Linked DNA regions of Mus musculus: region 2 is linked to region 1. A link is a contact called in public Hi-C data. All regions are on one chromosome and are shown on one strand. The core of a region is the stretch at or near the end of the contact, and the rest is flanking DNA. Distances in the headings are between cores, read along the strand shown.

Evidence for each region. A called contact is a pair of places that touch in the nucleus more often than the background predicts.
Region 2: a Hi-C map of uterus shows a contact between it and region 1, with 2.0 times the contacts expected there. The contact joins the enhancer-like site here to the promoter of Nmi in region 1. A contact is called at or near these places in 2 of 39 promoter capture datasets (cranial neural crest and liver), 17 of 484 Hi-C or Micro-C datasets (the AML12 cell line, the G1E-ER4 cell line, the HL-1 cell line and 12 more), 3 of 115 datasets of contacts at active chromatin or transcription factors (the SCID.adh cell line, bone marrow-derived macrophages and embryonic stem cells) and 2 of 9 other capture datasets (liver and pancreatic islet).

Annotation. Positions count from the first base shown.
Region 1 is chr2:51,970,892-51,976,686 of GRCm38.p6, forward strand. It overlaps Nmi (N-myc (and STAT) interactor), which reads right to left and starts at 2,317. Exons shown (of 9, transcript NM_001141949.1): 1 at 2,018-2,317; 2 at 1,697-1,736.
Region 2 is chr2:52,050,946-52,056,740 of GRCm38.p6, forward strand. Tnfaip6 (tumor necrosis factor alpha induced protein 6) reads left to right here. Exons shown (of 6, transcript NM_009398.2): 4 at 1-126; 5 at 1,359-1,399; 6 at 4,863-5,736. The coding sequence ends at 5,026. Among named protein-coding and RNA genes, the nearest start is that of Tnfaip6, 16 kb to the left of the region's middle. Within about 2 kb of position 2,841, at least 14 of the 459 cell types and tissues checked have an H3K27ac peak or open chromatin away from gene starts, as enhancers often do. A contact at or near this core is called in granulosa cells and uterus, where this site is marked.

The DNA of each region.
Region 1 (5,795 bases), core at 1,067-3,566:
TACACTGCAGAGAAGATTTAAGGCTGCAAACTGAATTCAGGATGCTGATTGTAAAATACAGAGGTGGAACCTGGAGAGATGGCTCCAGGGTAAAGAGCTTGCTGGGTAAGCACTGGTACTTCCCATCCTGGGCAAGGTTCGAAGGTGTCCTGAAAGTCACTCTCAGTCTAGCCAAAGTCCAGGTCCATTGAGAGAGCCTGACTCAGAAATTAAGGTGGAGCAAAAGAGAAGACAATATCCAGCCTTCCACCTCTGGCCTCCACAGGTGCATGCTCAGGTATGTACACATATGCACGTGCTAGCCTGCGCGAGTGCACACACACACACACACACACACACACAATATGCAGATCATCCTGCATTGTGTGTGAAAACTTAACATGATCCAGAAGGCCCTCTAGAGTAAGAAGGGGATAACACCAGAGTTAGACTGAACACAGAAACATGATCAGAGAAGCAATGCTGGTCCTAACTTTGGAAATGGAGACGGAATGAGTTCATCCCGAGAGAGCTCCCAGAACAGAAGACAGCTCTGCTAGCCCTTTTACTTTATCCAGGGAGAGCCGCAGATGCCTACAACTGACACACAGACACACACAGACACACACGGGCACACACGGATACACACAGGCACACACAGGCACACACGGGCACACACAATCTAATTTTAAAATAGTACTAAAAGTAAGTATTTTTAAATTGAAAAGTGTGTACATGCACACACATGTATGCATAAGCCACCAAGGCCATGTAATTTATTATGGCAGTAAACTTAAAAAAAAATCATCTCATTTTCCTAGGGATACTTATATCGGGGGGGGGGTGCGGGGGGCGGGTACACAGAGTTCCTGGCAGCATAAAGAAGGAAGAAAATGGGCTGGAGAGATGACTCGGCGGTTAAGAGCACTGACTGCTCTTCCAGAGGTCCTGAGTTCAATTCCCAGCAACCACATGGTGGTTCACAACCACCTGTAATGGGATCCGATACCCTCTTCTGGTGTGTCTGAAGAGAGCTACAGAGTACTCATATACATTAAATTAAAAGAAAGGAAGGAAGGAAGAAATTATAATGTATCCATGTTGTATAGACCAGAAACAAGTCAAAAGATGGATACAATGTTAACAATTAAAAGATCCTAATTGAATTTCTTTTACAATCAGGGCACACTTGATTGAATAAATCGAGTAAGTGGTCTGTCTGAGTGTAGTGGCACAGGTCTGTAACAGGAGGATCAAGAGTTCAAAGCCAGCACAATGTAAATAGAAAGCAGTTGCCTCAAATGTTTTCACTGCTATGCAGAAGTTTGCTTTATAGGCAGAGAAGAAAGCTGAAAATGCAGAAACTGAACTGATTGGTTCACAGTTAAGTTCTCTGCAAGTCAGGGCCGGGGAGACCGGAACAGAATAACTGATTGGTGAATGTTCAAGAGCTTTTTGTGGGGAGTAAAGGAGAGGTGATTTCATTCTCTGGCCCAGTGGAACCTGCTGCTTTCCCTCTCTCCTGGCTGGACAGGACACAGGAAGTTTCCTTCGGGGCACACAAGGTAGCTCGGGTGCCTTTGGAGCAGGAGTCCTCTTAACCCAAACCAGTGCCCGCTAGAACTTACATTGAATATTCTCCTTTCAACATCTCCTTCCAAAAACAACAACAACAACAACAACAACAACAACAACAACAACAACAACAACAACTTACATATTCTGAAAAAGTGAGGCAGGACTACAGAACTCAGCACCTGCCAAAGAAATACAAATAATAGTCTTCCTGAGAAATCCATTTTTCTAAGAACCTTCTGGAGCCAGTCCCAATGACTGTAAGTTTCCTTTTCCCAGGAAGGGAAGCAACCCATGGCCGGAGCGCCTGGAGCGGGCGAGTCTCCAGGCAGCGCACTGGGGACCCAGACCCCGAGTCGCGGCGCTGGAAGCCGCCGCCCACCGCGCGCCGGGTGGAGCATCCCTGAGCGCGGGTGGTGGGACCGCAGGGACGCGGCGGACCGAGGATGGATCAAGCACTCACCCGCTCGCTGCGCAGCTCCCGGAAGCCGGTGCCTTAGAACTGAACTCTACCTCGAAAACACTAACCTGGCTTCAGCGACGAGCAGCGCTCAGTCCCAGGCCTTACTTTCACTTTCGGTTATTAGAAACAGGATGCTTCTGCTCCATGCCCTGAGGACTTCGTCCAGGGCGCCATTGCTGCTGTCTCTTATTATTGGCAGTAACTCCGAGACCTGCTTAGAAAAGCTTATTTATGTGCATTATGCGGAACACGCTGTTGAAAAGCTGGATGGAAACCAGAGCTCTCTATGCAAATCCTCTCTCTGTAACTTTTTAGACGGTTATAAAGTTTGACACAAGCACAAGATAAACCAGGAAGCTGAGAAAGCTGCTTCCTGGGTTGGATTTTATGACCCTTGAAAGTTTTCTTCTAAGCTTTGTTTTTGTTGTGAAGATTTTGTAAACAAACACATCGCTAGATGTGAACTTTTCCTTTGCTAGAAAAATAGCTGGCTTCCGTCAAGAACGGCAGTGTTCCCTAATCCTACATCAAGAACTGGTTACTCCACAGCTAGGCAGCACATGAGCACAGAGCTGTGGAAGACAGCAAAGAGCTATCAGGGCCTCCCTTCTACATGGTGGCGCTCTATATCTGTGCATACTAACTAACGGCTCGGAATAAAATGATGCACTTGGCAGAAGCAAAATTCTTTCCATCAAGAACAGTGATGGAGCCGGGCAGTGGTGGCGCACGCCTTTAATCTCAGCACTTGGGAGGCAGAGTCAGGTGAATTTCTGAGTTCGAGGCCAGCCTGGTCTTAAGAGTGAGTTCCAGGACAGCCAGGGCTATGCAGAGAAACCCTGTCTTAAAAAAAAAAAAAAAAAAAAGTGATGGGGCCCCTAGTTGGTAGCAGGATCTCTGTGAGTTGAAGGTTGAAGGCCAGAGTTCCAGAACAGCTAAGGCTACACAGAGAGACCTTGTCTGGGTAGGATGTGGACACGGGGAGGGGGGTGGGGGTGGTGAAGGCAGTGATAGGACCTACTTTTCAGTGACACCAGAGCCACATAGTAAGACCCTGTCTTTTAAAACAGGTTAAGGGTTTCTTTTGAGTTGTCAGCCCAATTAGAAAGAACAAACACTCAGTGAGTGGTGCACTGGATAAGGAATGGGGCTATCCGGACGTAATACACAGGGGTGGGTTTCCCCTTCGGAAAGGAGATGGGGAAGGGCTGAGAAGATGTGAGAGGGTGGGACTGGGAGGAGAGGAAGAGTTGATGTTGGGATATAAAGTGAATAAACAAATTACTTATTTTAAAAAAGAAACAAGTGGGGGCCTAGCAAACACAGAAGTGGATGCTCACAGTCAGCTATTGAATGGATCACAGGGCCCCCAATGGAGGAACTAGAGAAAGCACCCAAGGAACTAAAGGGAACTACAACCCTATAGGTGGAACAACAATATGAACTAAGCAGTACCCCGGAGCTCTTGTCTCTAGCTGCATATGTATCAAAGGATGGCCTAGTCGGCCATCACTGGAAAGAGAGGCCCATTGGACTTGCAAACTTTATATGCCCCAGTACAGGGGAACGCCAGGGCCAGGAGGGGGGAGTGGGTGGGTAGGGGAGTGGGGGGGGGTGGGTATGGGGGACTTTTGGGATAGCATTGGAAATGTAAATGAGGAAAATACCTAATTAAAAAAATTTTTAAAAAAAGAAAGAAAGAAGTGGTCTGAGTATTACTTAGGTTTTCTTCTGAATTTGAGCAGGACCATGAATATGTCAATTAAAACTCATAAGAAGTCATTGATTTGGACTGAGTTCCAGAGCAAAAGCGAAGTCACTTATGCTGAAATCCCAGGTTGCCAAAAAGAAAGTTATTGTTCCGAGAAATCAGCTGAGAAGTCACAGCCAAGTCCCTAAGCAAACCAGTTCTACACGGCAGAATAATAGCTTTAACCTTTACAACACAAGATCTTTAAAACGGCCTTTGGGGTGCTAGAGAGATCACTTAGTGATTAAAGGCACTCGTTTCTGTTGCAGAGACACTAGGTTCTATTCCCAGCTCCACACAGCCTGCTGTCACTTCTGTTCCAGAAAATGAATGCCCTCTGTGGCTTCTGTGGGCAGACTAGAGATGCAGATACATGAAGACAAAACACAAACCCATTAAATAAAAATAAATCTAAAAATGTGTTTTTTAACAGCATGCTTGGGTGTTTTTGGGGGGTACATTCTTCAGCCACCCCCTTGCTTTTTTGATCTATGAAACAAGTATCTGCCCAACTTGTCAGACTCTGATTCTAGAATCACAAAAAGTCAACTTGGTTTTTAAACTAAAATAGTTGTAATTTTTGTCTTTGGACAAAAAATGAGTTATTTAGTAAATTTTTCATCCTGTCCTTATCCTTGTTTTGGAAGGAGATATATACTAGGAGGCATAAGAATGACCACAAAGATCTAATCTGATGTAGACTTAAGGAGAAGCTAAGGGATGGGTGGGGAGGAGACTTTGAGACACAACCATCCTTTGCTTTTGTCAGTGTTGGGACGAGGGGGACGGTGCCAGGTGCCACGGGAGCTTCTAGATGATCCCCTCCCATCTTTCCCTCCCACCAAAAAGTGGGAGTACAAGAAATACAGACATCAGTGGGCCACTGCATCTGGCTTTTTTATCTGGGCTCTGGGATGGATCTAAGTCGTCAAACATTTTTACCTGCTGTGGTGATTTGAATATGCTTGGCTCATGGGAAGTGCTACTATTAGGAGGTGTAGCCTTGTCAGAGGAAGCGTGTCACTGCGTAGGTAGGCTTTGACGGTTCCTAATGCTCATCAAGCTCTGCCCAGTGAAGAAGAGTCGTTCTCTTTCTGGCTGCCTTTGGATCAACATGTAGAGCTCTCAACTGCTCCTTTTCCAGCACCATGTCTGCCTGAACACTGCCATGCTTCCTACCATGATGATAATGGACTGAACCTCTGACACCGTAAGGCAGCCCCAACTAAATGTTGTCCTTTATAAGAGTTGCCTTGGTCATGGTGTCTCTTCACATAAATGAAACCCTAAGACATATAACTCATTTATAAACTATGTCTTTAGATGTGATTAGGGAATGCTACATGTTGGGTTTCCTTTTAGAGAGTTATAGTGTCCACTAACCTACTGAGAGTCTCAGGAGTACTGCAGGGGAAAATTAAGCACACGTTACAATTTTTTAACTTTAGCCTGGACATGGTGGTACACACCATTAATCCCAAGAATCAGAAGCCAACAGATCTCTGTGAGTTTGAGGACACCCTGGTCTAGTTAGCAAATTCTAGGCCAGCCGGGAATACAGTAACTAATACAGGGATACAGTGAATAATTATAAGAATAATTTTACTTTACTCAACCTGGAATTTGGCAGACTACTATAGTCAAACATTTCTTTTCAAGAAACAGGTATTAAAATCTTAGATAACTATTTATTTATTTATTTATTTATTTATTTATTTATTTATTTATTTTTGCAGTACTAGAGAGCAAACCTAGGTCTTTATATGTTCCAAACCATTTCTCTGCTACTGAGCTACAACCCCAGCCCCAAAACCTTGGGAAATTTCTGCTGGAGCATTTGAGTACTCCTTATCACATTCCACCAGATAATGTATATAAAGTGTCTGCCTCGTCCTCACTGAATACAACATCTGTAGCTTAGGTATCACAGGAAAATCTCACAAACATAGATGGATATTCTGTAACACCTCTGTCTCCCTCACCAAATAGAATGAACTCTCCCCACACAGTCCATAACTACAGAGAAGT
Region 2 (5,795 bases), core at 1,591-4,090, 81 kb after region 1:
GCTCAAGTACGGTCAGCGAATTCACCTGAGCTTTTTGGACTTTGACCTTGAACATGATCCAGGCTGCTTGGCTGACTATGTAGAAATCTATGACAGTTATGATGACGTCCACGGCTTTGTAGGAAGGTAGGAGTTGGTTCCCTACCCAGCGTGGTCAGAGAACTTCCGGTATTGACCTGACACTCCTTTAGCTTTCCCTCCACTGTTCCTGTGAAAATTGTTCATTATCAGTATTTCTACTCTCTCCAGCAGAAAGTAATCCTTTTTCCTTCTTCTCCCCTTTCTTCTCCGCGTCCCTCTCCTCTCATTTCTCCTCTTCTTCCTCCCCAACCCTCCTCTCCTCTTTCTTTTTTTAAAGATTTACTTATTTTATGTATATGAGTACATAGCTGTCAGACACACCAGAAGAGGGCATAGGATCCCATTACATGTGGTTGCTAGGAATTGAACTCAGAACCTCTGGAAGAGCAGTCAATGTTCTTAACCCCTGAGCCATGTCTCCCGTCTCCTCCTGTCCTTTTCTTTGTCTGGAGACCTGGGACTGCAGGCTGGCCTTAAGGTCATTATGTAGTTCAGGCAGGCCTTGAACTCATGATCCTCCTGCCTCCACCTCCAAAGTGCTGGTTATACGGGCATACTTCTTCACACCTGGCTTTCATATAACGTGCCAAGAAAAGATTTTTTTCTTAGCAGGCTGTACCTATACTAATTATAAAAGCACTGACAGCTGCCATTGATTAATTATTCAAACTTTCACATGACTAAAAACGTGGGGAATGGAATGTCTGTTAAAATGTTCAAGTCAGTCTCTCCCTCCCTCGCTCTCATTTTGGTTACAGGCTAAGTCTTCTGTAGCCCAAGCTAGCCTCAAACTCACTATGTAACTGGGAATGACCTTGAGCTTGATTCTTCTGCCCCCAACTCCATGTTAAAAAAAAAAAAAGAAGAAGTTAAAGATAGCCAGGCAGTGGTGATGCATGCTTTCAGTCCTAGCACTCGGGCGGATCTCTGAGTTTGAGGCCAATCTGATCTACAGAATGAGTTCCAGAACAGCCAGGGTACACCGAGTAACCCTGTCTCAAAGAATCAAAAAAGAAAAAAAAAATTAAAATTAAAATGATTCATTGGGAAGCAGAAGCAAAGAGGCAAGCAGTTCTCTGGTCTACATAGTGAGTGAGTGCCAGGTCAGTCAGGGCTAAATGAGTGGGACCCCATCTGAAAAATAAGTTTCTTGTAATTAGAGAAAAGTGAGCCATTATTTGTGGGGAATAAAGTGTTTAGTTATAAATATGAGCCAAAACAATAGCTGTGTGCTTCTTTGTGTGTGTGACCGCTCTTTTCTAAAAATTCCCTTTCAGATACTGTGGTGATGAACTTCCAGAAGACATCATTAGCACAGGTAATACCCAAGTCACTGCAAAATTTCCATTTGTTTTTCCACGCAGCGTCCTCCAAGTTATTACCATTCATTCGCCCTTTACACTTGAGAGAACTGAAACTTGAGACAGTTCATTAGCTTGCAATAGTGTCAGTTTTTATTGTTAAGACTTTGGCCAACTCTGTGATCAAAATGATGTGTGTGGACAGCTCTTGTTGGCAGGCAACAGCTTAAATCCACCAGTCCCTAAGAACTGCTGTTGGCACAAGGGTCCAGAGTGGTAATAAATGTGTAAAGACTGGCAATGCACTCAGTAGTGGGGTCCTTGCTTTGCATATGCAGTGGCCTTGGGTTTGACTCCCAGCACAGATGACGATGTTGATGATGATAATAATAATAATAATAATAATGACAGAAAATACGCATCCATAAAAGAATTATCAAGTAAACACAACACTCACTGTAGTAAACAAAAGCATTCTTAGTATCACACTCCTTTTCCAGTATAACATCCCTTACAGTTCTAGAGATACTTTCAGCAGCCATTGCATAAGAAAAGAGAAGTTGTTGAAATGTAAATGAAGAAAATATCTAATAAAAAATTGAGAAAGAAAGAAAGAAAGAAAGAAAGAAAGAAAGAAAGAAAGAAAGAAAGAAAGAAAGAGAGAGAGAAAGAAAAGAGAAGTTGTTAAGCCAGGCAGTTATGGCTTTGATTCCAGCTCTCAGGAGGCGAAATCAGGCCAGCCTGGTCTACAGATTGAGTTTCCAGACAGCCAAGGCTACACAGAGAAACCCTGTCTTGGATAAAACAAAACAGAACCCCAAAACAACAACAACAACACAGAAAAAAGAAGTTCTGGAGGCTAAGTCGTGATTAAAAAGGTTTCAAAGGTCTCTTGTTTGGCCACCACAGGATTCTTTTTGAATGCTAATTTATGCAGTAAATCTCAAAAGGCTAGAAATACGAGGCAATGCTTGCTGAATCTCACTTTTACACACACACACACACACACACACACACACACACACACACACACAAACACAAACTCCGAAGTTATTTCATATACCATGTTCTAAGAAATAATACCCTCAAAAGATGCCCCTAGTAACCTAAATTAATCACAGTAGGCAACGCTCCTCTTTAAGTTATCCTAAACTGCTTTTTTTTCCTTTCTTTTTTAACTTTTAGCTAAAAGTCATTTCTCGGAAATCTTTGTTTTCTTTCTCTTTCCAGCGCCTGCACTTGGCATTCTGATAGCTTCTGTTTTCTCTCCAAGTCATAAAATTATCACACTGCTTCACACCTAAGAACAGCACAGCTCAGGGCCCAGCAAAGGCAGTGCCAAGTCCTTCTCAGTGCCTGCCCCACCCAGTCTTGCCACGGAGTTCTGAGGTGTCATTTTTACAAGCTTCGAAGCTCTCTGCTCTGTCCTTGAATGATTACTGTTGAAAGCGTATTAATTTGTTATTGCTGCAATCCAGGGAAACCCACTATAAATAAACCTCTTATCTCTCTTTTCTCCAGAGCAGACTCTATGTTAACAGAACATCTGAATGACATTGGCTTTAGGGCTTTACTAGGGAGTTGGGGCCTGAAGGTTTTTCTTCAAAAACCAACAGCAGAGCTGGGTGTGGATGCAGAGGCAGGAGGACCATGCAGGGATTTAAGGCTAGCCTAGGCTACATACAGTCTCAGGACTACCACCTACAAAGTTTGAAACAGGGTCCCAACTAAGATTGGATTTCAATTCTATGTAGCTGAAAAATCGAAACCAAAATCCTGATCCTCCAGTCTCAGTCTGAATAATTCAAGCCATGCCTTGCCAACCAGGGCTTCTTTTACAGTACAAGTAATACATATCATATATTATATATATATATGATATATATCATAGAAATATATATATATGATATATATCATAGAAATATATATATATATATATATATATATATATATATATATATATATATATATATATTTCTTCCAGTGTCAGAAAAATACAGTGTGACGAATGGAACATGAAGTCTGCAGCCAGGCGGCCTGGACTTGGGTTAGCCTCAGCCAGACATATCAACTCTGTGTCTTTGGCAAAGATCACCTAGTCTCTTGACTCAAGGTCATATCTGTAATAACATGTCATATATATGCTTGTTTCTTTTTAATTTATTTATGGATTGAGGATCTAAGTTAAGAAAGGCTTCCACGGCTACCAAGATGGCTCAGAGGTTAAGAGTACTAGTTCTTGCCGGGCGGTGGTGGCGCACGCCTTTAATCCCAGCACTTGGGAGGCAGAGACAGGTGGATTTCTGAGTTCGAGGCCAGCCTGGTCTACAAAGTGAGTTCCAGGACAGTCAAGACTATACAGAGAAACACTGTCTGGGGGGGGGGGGGGGGGGAAGAGTACTAGTTCTTGCAGAGTCCCAGCTTCAGTTCCCAGCACTCACACGGTGGCCTACCAACATCCCTAAGTCCAGTTCCAGAGGCTCTGATGCCCTCTTCTGACTTTGAAGAGACCAGACTTTTATGTGCTGCACACATATACATACATGCAAACAAAGCACTCATGCATGTTATATAATGGAAGTAAATATAAAAATAAAACAACAATTTTTAAAAGATGCCTCTGCAGGTAAAAGTGGAAAGGAAGATTCACCTCCACAAAGTTGACCTCTGACCTCATGTGCACACTATGGCAAGCTCTCACACGCACAAATGTCAACAACACATCCATACACACAATAATAATGTTCTATTAAATCGTTCCCCCTGAAATAGTCCTGTATTTTGGCACTTTCTGGCCAACATGTTAAAGTGCATTTTAAGTCCACAATAGGAAGTAGGCCTCTAGGTTTATTTCTTGGTTTTCTTTTTAAAAATATGTATATTAGCTTATTGATCAATTTACTATTATTATTATCATTTCATTAGCATTATCATCTTGTTATAGACACACTCTCACTCTATAACCCTAGCTGGTCAGGAAATCACTATATAGATCAGGTTAGCCTTTAACTCACAGACTGGTAGAGGCCACCACACATGGCCTTAAGCTTGCTCCTTAACAATGGAAAATTTGCTGCTCCCCATCAATTAGAAAATAACCCATCCACACCTCAAGTTCTTATAATTCTGTGGATCAGTCCATAAAAATAATTGCTTTAATTGATTATTAATGCTATGAATCAAATCCAGAATCTCAACATGCTAGGCAGGCACCGCATCTTAAAATTGTGTTTATTTCACTTCATCTGGAGAGGCAGAGAAGTGCAGGAGAGCCGAGCCCTGGAGAATCTTCTAAAACAGAAAAGACTTCTCCCACATGAGACAAGGCAACTACAGACACTAACCATGAGAAAGCATGTCTGCAGTCCGTGGTCTCCTTCCCATCCTTATCTGCTCTTCTGTGAGATGAGACATCATTGAATTGTGGAACAAATCCCTGTGGAGTAACCTCCCTGTTCTTTTGTGTGCCTCCCCACACAGGAAATGTCATGACCTTGAAGTTTCTGAGTGATGCATCCGTCACGGCTGGAGGCTTCCAGATTAAATACGTCACAGTGGATCCTGCATCTAAATCCAGTCAAGCCAAAAATACAAGTACTACTGGAAATAAGAAGTTCTTACCTGGAAGGTTTAGCCATCTATAAAAAATTTTTTTTAAAAATGTTCAAAACATCCAGTACAATATTTATATTTGTTTTTGTTGTTGTTGTTGGTTTTTTTTTTTTTATTTTGTTTTGTTTTGTTTTTTTGAGACGGGGTTTCTCTGTATAGCCTTGGCTGTCCTGGAACTCACTTTGAAGACCAGGCTGGCCTCGAACTCAGAAATCCACCTGCCTCCGCCTACCAAGTGCTGGGATTAAAGGCGTCCACCACCACCGCCCGGCTTCAATATTTATATTTGTAGCTCTTGGACCTCGTTTGTTCTCTTTTGTATTTTTATTATTAACATGTATTTATTATTTTTCCAAATGTGAAAGCCATATGTAATTATGTGGAAAATTGACAAATAAATACAGAGAACTTCAAATGAGTTTTTTTTTTAAATCTCATAATTGTACTACACAGAAATAACTAATGTTAAAGTTTTTAAATGTTTGTCTTTCATTCATTTTTCTACTTGTAGTATATGTACATATGTAACTCTATGATTTGCGTTTGAATTTTGGCATTCTGCCTTTTGTAACCTGATATTTTTAACCTTGACATTGTATAGCTCAAGCACTTCCCAAGATCTCTGAGTTTTCTACAAAATGGGACTTTGTAAATATGATTGTTCCCTGCTTTATTTAAGCTGAATTTATATTAGGATTTAAGGTTGTTTTCATAAATATTGCTGTAATAAATACTTTTGGATATAAACATTTTGTAGTTCTTTAATTTTAAAGGGACATAAGCCTAGACGTAGAAATGCAA